2 separate regions of the Pan troglodytes genome follow, and region 2 is linked to region 1. The links are chromatin contacts, called in public Hi-C maps. All regions are on one chromosome and are shown on one strand. Each heading gives the region's core, a stretch centred on a gene start, on an enhancer-like site or on the middle of the called end of the contact. The rest is flanking DNA. Distances are from core to core; before and after follow the strand shown. Region 1 holds the start of SLIT2 (slit guidance ligand 2). Region 2 overlaps SLIT2 (slit guidance ligand 2).

Region 1 (5,088 bases), core at 1,861-4,360:
TATAGATTCCTTGATCCCCACGAGTTCCAGTGGATCTACAGATACAGTTGGGTGAAGAAGAATCAATTGAGAATTGAGATCAGAGAACTTAGGTTCTGGTTCTAGCTCTGCCATTTAATAAGCTGCGACTTGCATGAAGACCAACATCCTCTACTGTAAGGAGTGAAATAGCAACCATCACTGTGGATGTAACTCTATCAAATAGCTTGGAATTTAGTAGGCTTGAAACAAATTTTGGTTAAATCGTAATTTCCATTATATTAGGGTTCCATGTCTACGTTTCCAATACAAAGATATTGTGAGAAATATCAGATAATTAAAATGAAAGAAATATCAAATAATTAAAATGAACACATTGCAACAATGGAAAATAGTAACATGAAGGCAGTTAAATTCAAGGAATTAAGTTTCATGAATTTGATCAATGCAATTACTGTTACCTACCTTTGTTTAAAAAGACAGAGAACTATAATTTTTACTCTTCGTTATCTCTTTTTCATAAATTCTCTTTTCTTCCTCCCTTTTCCCATATAACCCAACTTCACAACCTTTTTATTTCAAAAAAATGCAAAGTTTATTAGACATTTAATAACCTACACATTATTCTGATGCTTTTTATTTCTTTGCTGCATAGGTGATTGTCTACATTGTTTCCAAATTATTGTAGGAACTGGATTTTTTTTTTTTTTTTTTTTTGCAAGATAATAGGAGACTCGGATATTGGCTATAGTGGATTCCACTTCTGCTTAATCCAGGTCAGGATTTATGGAGACCTCATGTGGTGACAAGAGGCACCACAGAAGGCTTTCTTCAGGCTGGGTTTAACAGTCAAAGAGAAACTCAGAAATTCACATGGGAGCAAAATAATCCATAAAGAATTAAGACCTAGAAGTTAATGTTACTGAAGCCTGCAAGGCCTTCAATAAACATCCTGCAGTAATACTAATGGAATAATACAGTAATATGTTAAAGGACAGGAGACCTGGTTGTTTATGTATGTATAAAATTCCCCTTATCAACTAAAAAGTTAATAACACAAAAAATAATAAGATATGCCTCTCAAGAATTAATTACAGTCTTTTTTCTGAATGAAATCCACTGAACATAGCTTCTTATTTAAATTGGCATCAAATTTTAAAAAGATGTTTCTGTAGGCATGTTGCTATGTATGTTAGTTTCTCCTTGGTTTTACACAAAACAGAAAGTGATCAGAGATAGAATCAAACTTGAACTTATGTCTGTGAATTTCACTTATGCAACAATATCAATAATATTATTTATAAATATTTGGAATGCAGGATATGTTCTTAGAATTAAAATGGAACAACAATTCTATGTGGTGCACAAAGTTGAACACAAACACCTCTTGTTGCTGACAAGATATTAAAGTTGTGAAATTAAATAAATTAATGTACCAGTAACCATATTTAACCACATAATTTACTGGTACACACTAAGGAAAATTCACTGAGGGTTGGGGGAGCTCCTTCCTCAATGACAGGTACTTGTTCTTTATCTCATTTTCCTTACAAGAAAATGTGACAAGGGCTTCTTTTTTCTCCTCCTCAAGGAAGTTACATAACAGACCTTTAAGCTAAAATCTAGAAGGACAAATGAGTTAATAAATGTCAAATGTTTTTGAAGGTTTTAAAAGAATAGAGCAATATAAATCTGTGGCATTAAAATGAGTAATCCTAAGAGTTCCAATTCAGTTATCAGATGGTACCCTGCCTTTGGGTATGTCCTCGAAAAGGCTTACGTTTTCCAAGGCAGGCAAAATGAGTTAAGTAGGGGTAGCCATTATGAAAGGACATCTTAGAAAATGTTAACCAGGAAAAACGTTAATGAGGATATTGCAGAGATTTTAGGTTGAGCATACTCTTGAGTTGAAGAAATCGGTTACTTATGAGGAAACCTATTATGTGGCAGGCATAGATGCTGGAAATACAAAGAGTTGGACAGGTCTTGCTTTCAAGGAAGCTTCTAATAATTATACAAATAACTACTACAATATGAGGCTGGTTATAGGCGGGGACTTGCACAAATTCCAGGGAAAGCTTCTTAACGTGGAAATGGGAGGAAGAACAACAAGATGATGCATATTAAATCCAAGAGAAGGAGCAGAGTCATTTAGATGTCATTTCAAACTTACAGTGACATTGGCTCTTGCTGGGGGGGAAAGGGGGGCGAGAGAGGCAGCCGTTGCCAGACATACGTCACACTAAAGAGACAAGATGAAACAAGGAAATTCTCTTTCAAAACATAGCGGGGAAAAAAATATCCAGAACTGCCCTGAAATAAAGAAAACCTTCTGGTATAATGTGCGTTGCTAGGGATTTATTTTTTCCCCTCCTTTCTCTCATAAGAGAGTAAAAAATCACACAGATACATTCAAGCCCTTAAGAGTTTTGTGAGAGTATTGAATACCCAAGACATCAACTGACCACGGTGTGGTTCAGTGTGTGTCTACAAAGGAAGGGTTAAACGGAAGGGGGTGGCTTGGAGATAGAAAGGCAAGCATGAAGGTTGGAAAATGCTGTTTTCCAACTTGCAAAAACTGAACTTTTCAGCTCCCCAAAATACACGTGTGTGTCTGTAAGCGCAGGCAGATCTATTTCGGTAGGATTTTTCTTAAATTTAAATCATAATTTCTCTGTTTCTGTCTCTCTGTCTCTTGCTGCGCTGCAAACAGCCAACAGCCCCCTTAAGGATCGCGTGGCAAAAGCTGCAGGAGAGGCACTGGCAGGGCTGTTTATTTATGAGCCGCGTTCAAAGCCGACCTCTCCCCATTCTCCCACTGCAAACGACTATCTCCGAGCCCAGGTCACCTCTGGGGCCAAGGAGTTGGGGGCTGGGGCTCGGGTGGCTCCTTCCTCGGGCAAAGTTTGCCCGCGCGTGGGAGCGAGGGGGCGAGCCAGGGCGCACGGGAACGCGCGCCGCCAGCCGCCGCCTCCGCCCAGCGCTGGCAGCCCCGGCCTCACCTCTCCCCTCTCCCCAGCGAGGTGCGGGCTCCCAGAGCGCAGCCAGGGGGCGGGCCTGGGCCGCGAGGGGCGGGGTCAGGGGGCGGGGGCTCGGGCGGCTATATAAGGCCCGCGCCGGCTCAACTTCGGACTTGGTGTTATTTATTTGGGAAGCTCCCGGACGGCGGAGCTTGGCGGCGGTGGTGGTGGCTGCCGCAGACTGTGGTTAAAAAAAAGAAGGCGGCGGCGGCGGCGGCGGCGGCGGAGGCGGAGGCAGCTGCGAGGCATGGGAGCGCCGAAGCGCCCAGGCGCAGGCCGGAGCTGCCGCGCTTTCTGGGCACGGCGGGAGTGCTGAGCAGAAAGGGGAGCGCCGGGGGCCCGCAGCCGGCTCCGGAGGCGCGGGCCGGGTTTTTGTTTGGCTACGCTGAGCGCCAGTCAGCCCCAGCGAACAACTCCAGTTACGACAACAACCCACCTTCCTTCCAGACAAGCGAGACTTGGGCTGCTGCGTCCGTCCTATTGTTTAGACACTTGCCAGGGGCTCCGGAGTCGGCAGAGCCACCGAGTCCCCGCTCTGAGTCGTCGCCCTCCCTCTCCCCCACCTCGCTCCCTGGAGCGGGAGGCCAGGAAAGCAGTGGGAGAGGGGAAGGGGCTAGAAGGAGAAGGACTACTCGGGACTGCGGCCGCCGCGTCAGGTGCAGCGCCAGGAGCCGGGCGGCGTCGCCACGCCGGCAGGGGTACCGCCACTGTGGCCTTGGGGGACGGGATTCAAAGCCTGGGAAAAGTTGCTGCACTTTGAGAAGGAAGAACCACTAGTGGGAGACCGCCGGGGGCCGGCCGTGGCTCTGCGCCCTCCGGAACCCGGCTCTTGTTTCTTCTACCTTTGCCATCAGGTGTCTGCCGCGGAGCTGCGGCTTATCCGGGAGACGAGCGGGGTTGACACGCGCGCACACACTACTGCCATTCAGCTGCCGCCTGGTTCTGCCTGGAGTAGTGGATCCCACCCGCCCACCTGCCACCGAGCCATTCTCCGGTACGCCCCAGCAGGACGCTGACACCTCCAACCTTGGCCTTTGCCTTTCCACTCCTTCCGGTCTGCCTGGTTTTTAAGTCCGCCCCCAGTCAGTCCCCACTCAGTCGTCGCAGCAGCTCTCATCTTCCACTTGGCCTCTTGGAGTTCCTCGCCGGAGTGCTGACTAGTGGATATTTCTGCCCGGCTGCGGCGGCCCGACTGCCCTTTTGTCTTTTCTGCGTGACCTCGGGGCAGGTCCTGGTGCAGAGCGTCGCCAAGGACGCCGAGCGGGAAGCGGGATTGCCCAGACATCCTTCAGCGAAGTGCATGTGTGTTTGTAAACCATCGTTGGCTGTCGGGAGACCGCGAGGACCGGCCCAGGCTGCGGCGGAGTCGAGGGCGGGGGAGAGGCCGCGGGAGTGAGCAGAGTCCAGAGCCGTGCGCCCCCAGAACTGCGCGTCCGCCCCGTGCACCCCCGCGCGCCATGCCCAGTTGCTCCGCGCGCTCTGCTACGGGCCCGCTGGGCTTCCGCGCCTTCTAGCTTCCGGAGCCCACTTTGATCGGGGCCATAATACCTACTGAGATCCCCTCTTCTGTCTTTTATCTTCGCCACTGGCATCGGATTTGTAGAAGCGTGCGTGGGATCAGAGGACCGCCCTCCCCCCCACAACCGGCCCCTGCATCTTAGCGGCCGTTGGAAGCCCCAGCTCTTTTACCGCCAAGTTCATCCTTGGGAGACAGAAGACGCGTGATCTCCTCTCCGCTGCTCTTGGGGTCTCCTTGCAGCCCTGGCCAGGCGGATTCATCCTCAGGACCTAAAGTTGCCCAAGGAGCTCCTGCTCTGCCAGAGGAGGGTGGAGAGGGCGGTGGGAGGCGTGTGCCTGAGTGGGCTCTACTGCCTTGTTCCATATTATTTTGTGCACATTTTCCCTGGCACTCTGGGTTGCTAGCCCCGCCGGGCACTGGGCCTCAGACACTGCGCGGTTCCCTCGGAGCAGCAAGCTAAAGAAAGCCCCCAGTGCCGCCGAGGAAGGAGGCGGCGGGGAAAGATGCGCGGCGTTGGCTGGCAGATGCTGTCCCTGTCGCTGGGGTTAGTGCTGGCGATCCTGAACAAGG
Region 2 (5,088 bases), core at 1,384-3,883, 180 kb after region 1:
GGCCAGCAAATAACATCACTTTTCCTCCATATTCACGGGGCTTTGTGTCTTAGGAAGTAAGTCCATTTGCTGTGGTCTTGTTATGAGCTGTCAGGTCCTCTATGGCACAGATGGACGTTTCGACTTTGACTTTCTTTTGAAGCTGCTTCATGGGGATCAGGCTGCCTCTTAAACACATGAAGTTTGTGGACATATCCTGGGCACACAGAGGTGCTTTTCAAAATAGACGGAAAGTAATTTAATATCATTAAAAGACTTGTTCTCGGTGCGAGTTTATCGGTTCCTCTGCTTGATTCATAATCAAGGCAGAAATTATTTTTTTCATATGTTTCCATGAAGTTTCCTATGCAATCCCAATTTTTCTAAATGTTAAAATGTGGATTGTAATTTAAGCCCTTATTCTATATTTGGAAAGACACTATCTTTTCTAATGGTAAATTTAGTTCATTCACATTTCCAGCAAATATTTATGGAAGACCCTATTCTATTTCACAGTTATTGACATAAATGAAGCAACAAGTTTTCTGTCTTCTTGGCTCTTAACATTTGATGGTGGAGAACCTGGAAGTAATGATTACGTACACGAATAAATTTTTAAGAGGCAAACGAGATCATTTCAGATAACAGGAAGTAACAGGAAGTAAATAAAAGAGGGTCATGGGTTGGAGTGGGAAAAGGGGAGAGCTATTTTAGATGGGAGGATCAGAGACAGCCTCTTTGAGAATTGGGTATTTCAGCTGAGTCCCAAATGCAGAGAAGGAACAAACAATCAACTGCATTTGAGAGAGAGAAATCAGGAAATGGAAAATCCCTGTGCCATAAATTTATATTGTTATAGCTGAGTAACAGAAATAGCAGTGAGTGAAGAAGAGGGTAGCAAGAAATGAAGCTGGAGGGTGAAGAGGAACCAGGTCTACTTGATCTCTTTAGGCCATGCTTGGATTTCATCTGCTGGCAGAGGATATCAGTGGAGAGTATTAAAATCAATCTATCATGTTCTAAATAAATAAGGATAACAAATTATATTTTCATTTAGTGCTTTTGAATAAAAACTAAAATTAAGCTAACCAGGAAAAGTTTATATGAGTTTTTTTACAATTGTATAGAACATAAGATGTTGGCTGTATCGTACTGAAAAAAACACAGACTAAGCAGTCCAGGAAGTACATTGTAAGAGTTACTATTTTTAGATTAGTATACATGTTTTAAAAATTCTTTTTTTCTTATTTCTTTTCACATGTTCCGTGTTGTCATATATTACAGTAATAATTTTCAGATTTAGGGTATATCTTACAAGCTAGACCATTGGAGTTGCAGGCTCATGCTTAGCCATGTGAATTTGGTCCTAACATAATTACTTGCTATTATGCCCTTGACTTTCTTGAGGGATATTCTAAGATGCTGCTGAGACATTTACTCTTGTATTTATGTAGAAATGTTTTTGAGGACATTATGCACTGTTTTCTCATGTGGCCTCTCAGGCAGATGCACTCTCTACTGCAGCGTCAGGGAAAAAAATGTGTTTTTCCTGGATAGCTGGTATGTTTTAATATCAAAGACGGAACATCTTTTCTCTTTGCCAAGAACACAACTAAATTTATAGTTCACCTCTTACTTGGGACAAGGCTTACTGTGAATGAATAACCCTTAACCTTCACTACAAGTTACTTACCTATTTATTTATGTATCCTGTTGTATAAAACACATTTCCTTAAACTACCTAGAATCATTTCTGCATCCAATAACACATTGTATAAATACCATACAACTTGCTCATCCTCCCGCCCATGGGGCCTCGTATTCTCATTACAGTTTACTGCTAACAACGACATCACACTTTCTATAGGCCTTTGCTTTCCTTAAAGCAGCAGGCCATGTGTATCCCAGGAGTGATACACACTTCCTTTTTACCACAGGCTCTACATTGAGATCCACATCTACGTCTATACCATCGACACACACACTTGACACTCACTAACTCTTTCCTGTATGCCAAGTAACTGTCCAGAAGAAACCCAACTTTCTGCGTCTTAACAGACTGTTTGGTTGCTAAAGATGGCGATAGATCAAAATAGAAGCACTTAGTATTTGAACCGTGTTATGTTGACAGCCTGAGATCCGATCTAAGGAATCTACACTTTCCTCATGTTTGTAATATTTTTCTCAGGCCCCAGAAATAATGTTAATGAATGGGTTTTCCTCTAACTCATATCGTATCTTCTTCAAGGTCGTTTCTAAAACAATACCTTCTTTTACTATCAGAAACAAATAATGCAATAAGGAGACACTTTTACTAATGGAAAAAAGTTGACTTTACATGTCAAGAACATAGACTTTTTTGGAAGGGAATGGAGTAGGAAGGCAAGGTGGACTAGGAAAATTAGATGCTAGGAGGTGACAGTGTGCCTCTATATTTAAAGTAAATATTTGTGTTTTATTTTTATTTTTATTTTTTTTAAAGACAGAGCAGCTATCCCCAGAGCAGCCTGCCTGGCAAAAGCAGGAGTGGAAGGGCTGAACGCATCTTTTATGGAAGTCAGATAAATTTCATGCTCTTTAACATCGACTCTGACTGCAGGCGTTTCGCTGCAGTCTGGCTCCTTCCCCAGTGGGAACAAAAAAGGAAAAGTGATTAAAGTTCCCTCAGTAATAGACAGCAGGAGGCAGCGGTCTTGGCATCTTCTACAGAGGCAGAGAGAGAGTGCTTTAACAAGACTTGCGAGAGTTCTTTGAAGAAAAGAAGTTAAGACTGGAAGGGCTGGTCGAGGTCCGCCGTAACATTTGTTCATTTCCTCTACTTCATATAGCTTATTTGACTTCTTGGAATAGCGTCACCCTCTTCCTTAAAATGTCCCTGATAAAAGGAGGAAAGTGAAGTTGAGCTCCTGGCCGGGGCCAGGGTTCAGCATGTTCTACTGTGAGTAGGAGTGTTTGGAACTTGATTATTGTAAGACATTCCAACTGATACAAATGATAACTAAATCTCTCTCTCTCTCTCTTTCTCTTTCTGTGTGTGTGTTTGTGTGTGTGTGTGTAAATCTCTCACTCTGTGTGTGTGTGTGCTTGTGTGTGTGTGAGAGAGAGAGACAGACAGCACACAAAATATGAATGAATGAAGGAAGGAAGGAAGGAAGGAAGGAATACAGGAGAGAAATTTTTCTGTATGTTAGGTGGCGCGATTTTGGCTGGCCAGAACTGCCTTTGCCTTCAGTGAACTGGCTAGAGCTGCTCACTGCAACCCCTCCCCATCCCCTAGGACAAAACCACTGGACCTTTCTCTCTTTTTGTCTCTCTCTTTAAAAAGACAGAAAGGAAAATAAGGTTTGCAATCAGTATTCAGACATTCTTATGACTAATAGGATTAGGGGCGTTACAAAGGGATTTGAACAAGATAATTAGTTTACTGCTTAGTCCACAGTGAAGCAAGAAAAATACTTCTGAGAAAAGGCAGACAAAATAGGTCAGAAAATGTGTGGGAAATGAGGTAAGACCTCTCAACAAGGACCACGATCAACTGGAATATTATGAAAGGACTCCTGAGCCTTCATTCATAGCTGCAGACTGTTTGCCTTTTTTTTTTTTTTTTAATACTTGGCCACCAGAGGTGTGAAGCAAAGTGACTTACTTAATTTTAGAGTTAATAGGTGTTGTTCCTGGACCCTGAGTATCCTGTTCCAAGTGCATAAATGCTGCCTTCAAAGTATTTCTCACAACGTGATGTAAGGGGAATGTTTTGGAAAATCTGAAGAGCTCTTATCGGGCATTTTACAAGCTGGAAAAAATTATACAATTAGGAGAACTCTTTAAAAACTAAAATTTTCTTGAATAGATTCATTACTTTAATTGCAAAAATAAATCTTGAAAACATAAATGTGAGGGGTGTGTTCTTTGCTTAATTAAAGTACTTAAGTGTTTGTGCTCTAATTTGCACAGTTTTCACTGCGGTAGAATATGCTTAAGAAGAATCATTTGAATTTTAAAAATTCGCAAAGATGATATTTTTTTCCTTCATAGCCACATTACATTCTCACACTTCCTCCTCCACTTCCTAAAAACTAGTGCTGTCAACTGTACTGTTGCTATCTGTGAGTTAAGGTATGCTTCCAAAGGAATGCTAGAAAAAAAAATACCTTCAGACTCTGTGTATGTGGATACCACATACTTTATTTAGTTAGCTTCTGAATCTTACAGCAACCACCAGCCAGATGAAAGCCACTAGAAGCTGTTAGAATGCCTTTGGCTTGGTATGGGCACTGTGTTGACTTAAGACTGGTAGAGGAAACAGTCGGCATTTCTGCCTAATGAACTACCGAGTGACACAACAGAGGTGGCCTTTCATTATCTGTGGGTGAAAGGTTAACTGACAAGAGAACTTGTTAGACACAAAAGCAATTAAACCCTATAATAACATATTGTTAACATATGACATAATGATTAACTTAAATAAAGAAGCCCAGATATATGTTTTCAGATTCCCGGAGTGTGGTGTGTTTATATTCCTGTCTCCCATTTAGAATGGTAGGCTGCACAGTGTTGGACAGGATACATTGCATATTCTTTTCATGTCACAATAAAATGTCATGTTATTTTCCTTCTGTAAATATACGAAGCTATTTTTTGCCATTGTATCCTGAGACTGTGGTTTAGTTTTAGGAAACAGTTTGAAACTAACCTCTTAAAAAGGGAATAGTAATTCAGGGCCATGTTCTGTGGTTGGGCAAGTTACTCCCTGAACAAAGGTGCCCAACCAGCCAGTGAGTTTTTAACTCTGGTTTTCCCTCTGTTTGCAGAATCGTCTTTGCAATTTATCTGCCTCTTCGTAATTAACTCACACATGCTCTATATACTATGGTGGATTTTAAGTTATAGGTACTCATCTTTAATTACTGTGAGTGATACATACGTTTAGAGGGTCAAGTTCCCTAAATGACTAATTCTGACCCCCCCAAATCTTTCTATTAATAGATGGTTTTAGAAAGATTTTTTAAAGCTTCACTTAGTGAAGACTCAGAACATAAAATTTGCTTATCTAAAATGTTAATTGAATTAAAAGGTTCTAGACTCCCTTTAGGATAAAGCTTTGTGTCC

The links. Hi-C and Micro-C count contacts between places; a contact is called where the count stands out from the background.
Region 2: a contact with region 1 is called in a Hi-C map of stem cell-derived neural progenitor cells, with 2.6 times the contacts expected there. The contact joins the enhancer-like site here to the promoter of SLIT2 in region 1. A contact is called at or near these places in 1 of 7 Hi-C or Micro-C datasets (stem cell-derived neural progenitor cells) and 1 of 1 datasets of contacts at active chromatin or transcription factors (stem cell-derived excitatory neurons).

What each region holds. Positions count from the first base shown.
Region 1 is chr3:20,717,058-20,722,145 of NHGRI_mPanTro3-v2.0_pri, forward strand. SLIT2 (slit guidance ligand 2) reads left to right here and starts at 3,111. Exons shown (of 37, transcript XM_001163449.6): 1 at 3,111-5,088. The coding sequence starts at 5,022.
Region 2 is chr3:20,897,023-20,902,110 of NHGRI_mPanTro3-v2.0_pri, forward strand. The region is part of intron 4 of SLIT2 (slit guidance ligand 2); the gene reads left to right. Among named protein-coding and RNA genes, the nearest start is that of MIR218-1, 97 kb to the right of the region's middle. Within about 2 kb of position 2,634, at least 6 of the 24 cell types and tissues checked have an H3K27ac peak or open chromatin away from gene starts, as enhancers often do. A contact at or near this core is called in stem cell-derived neural progenitor cells, where this site is marked.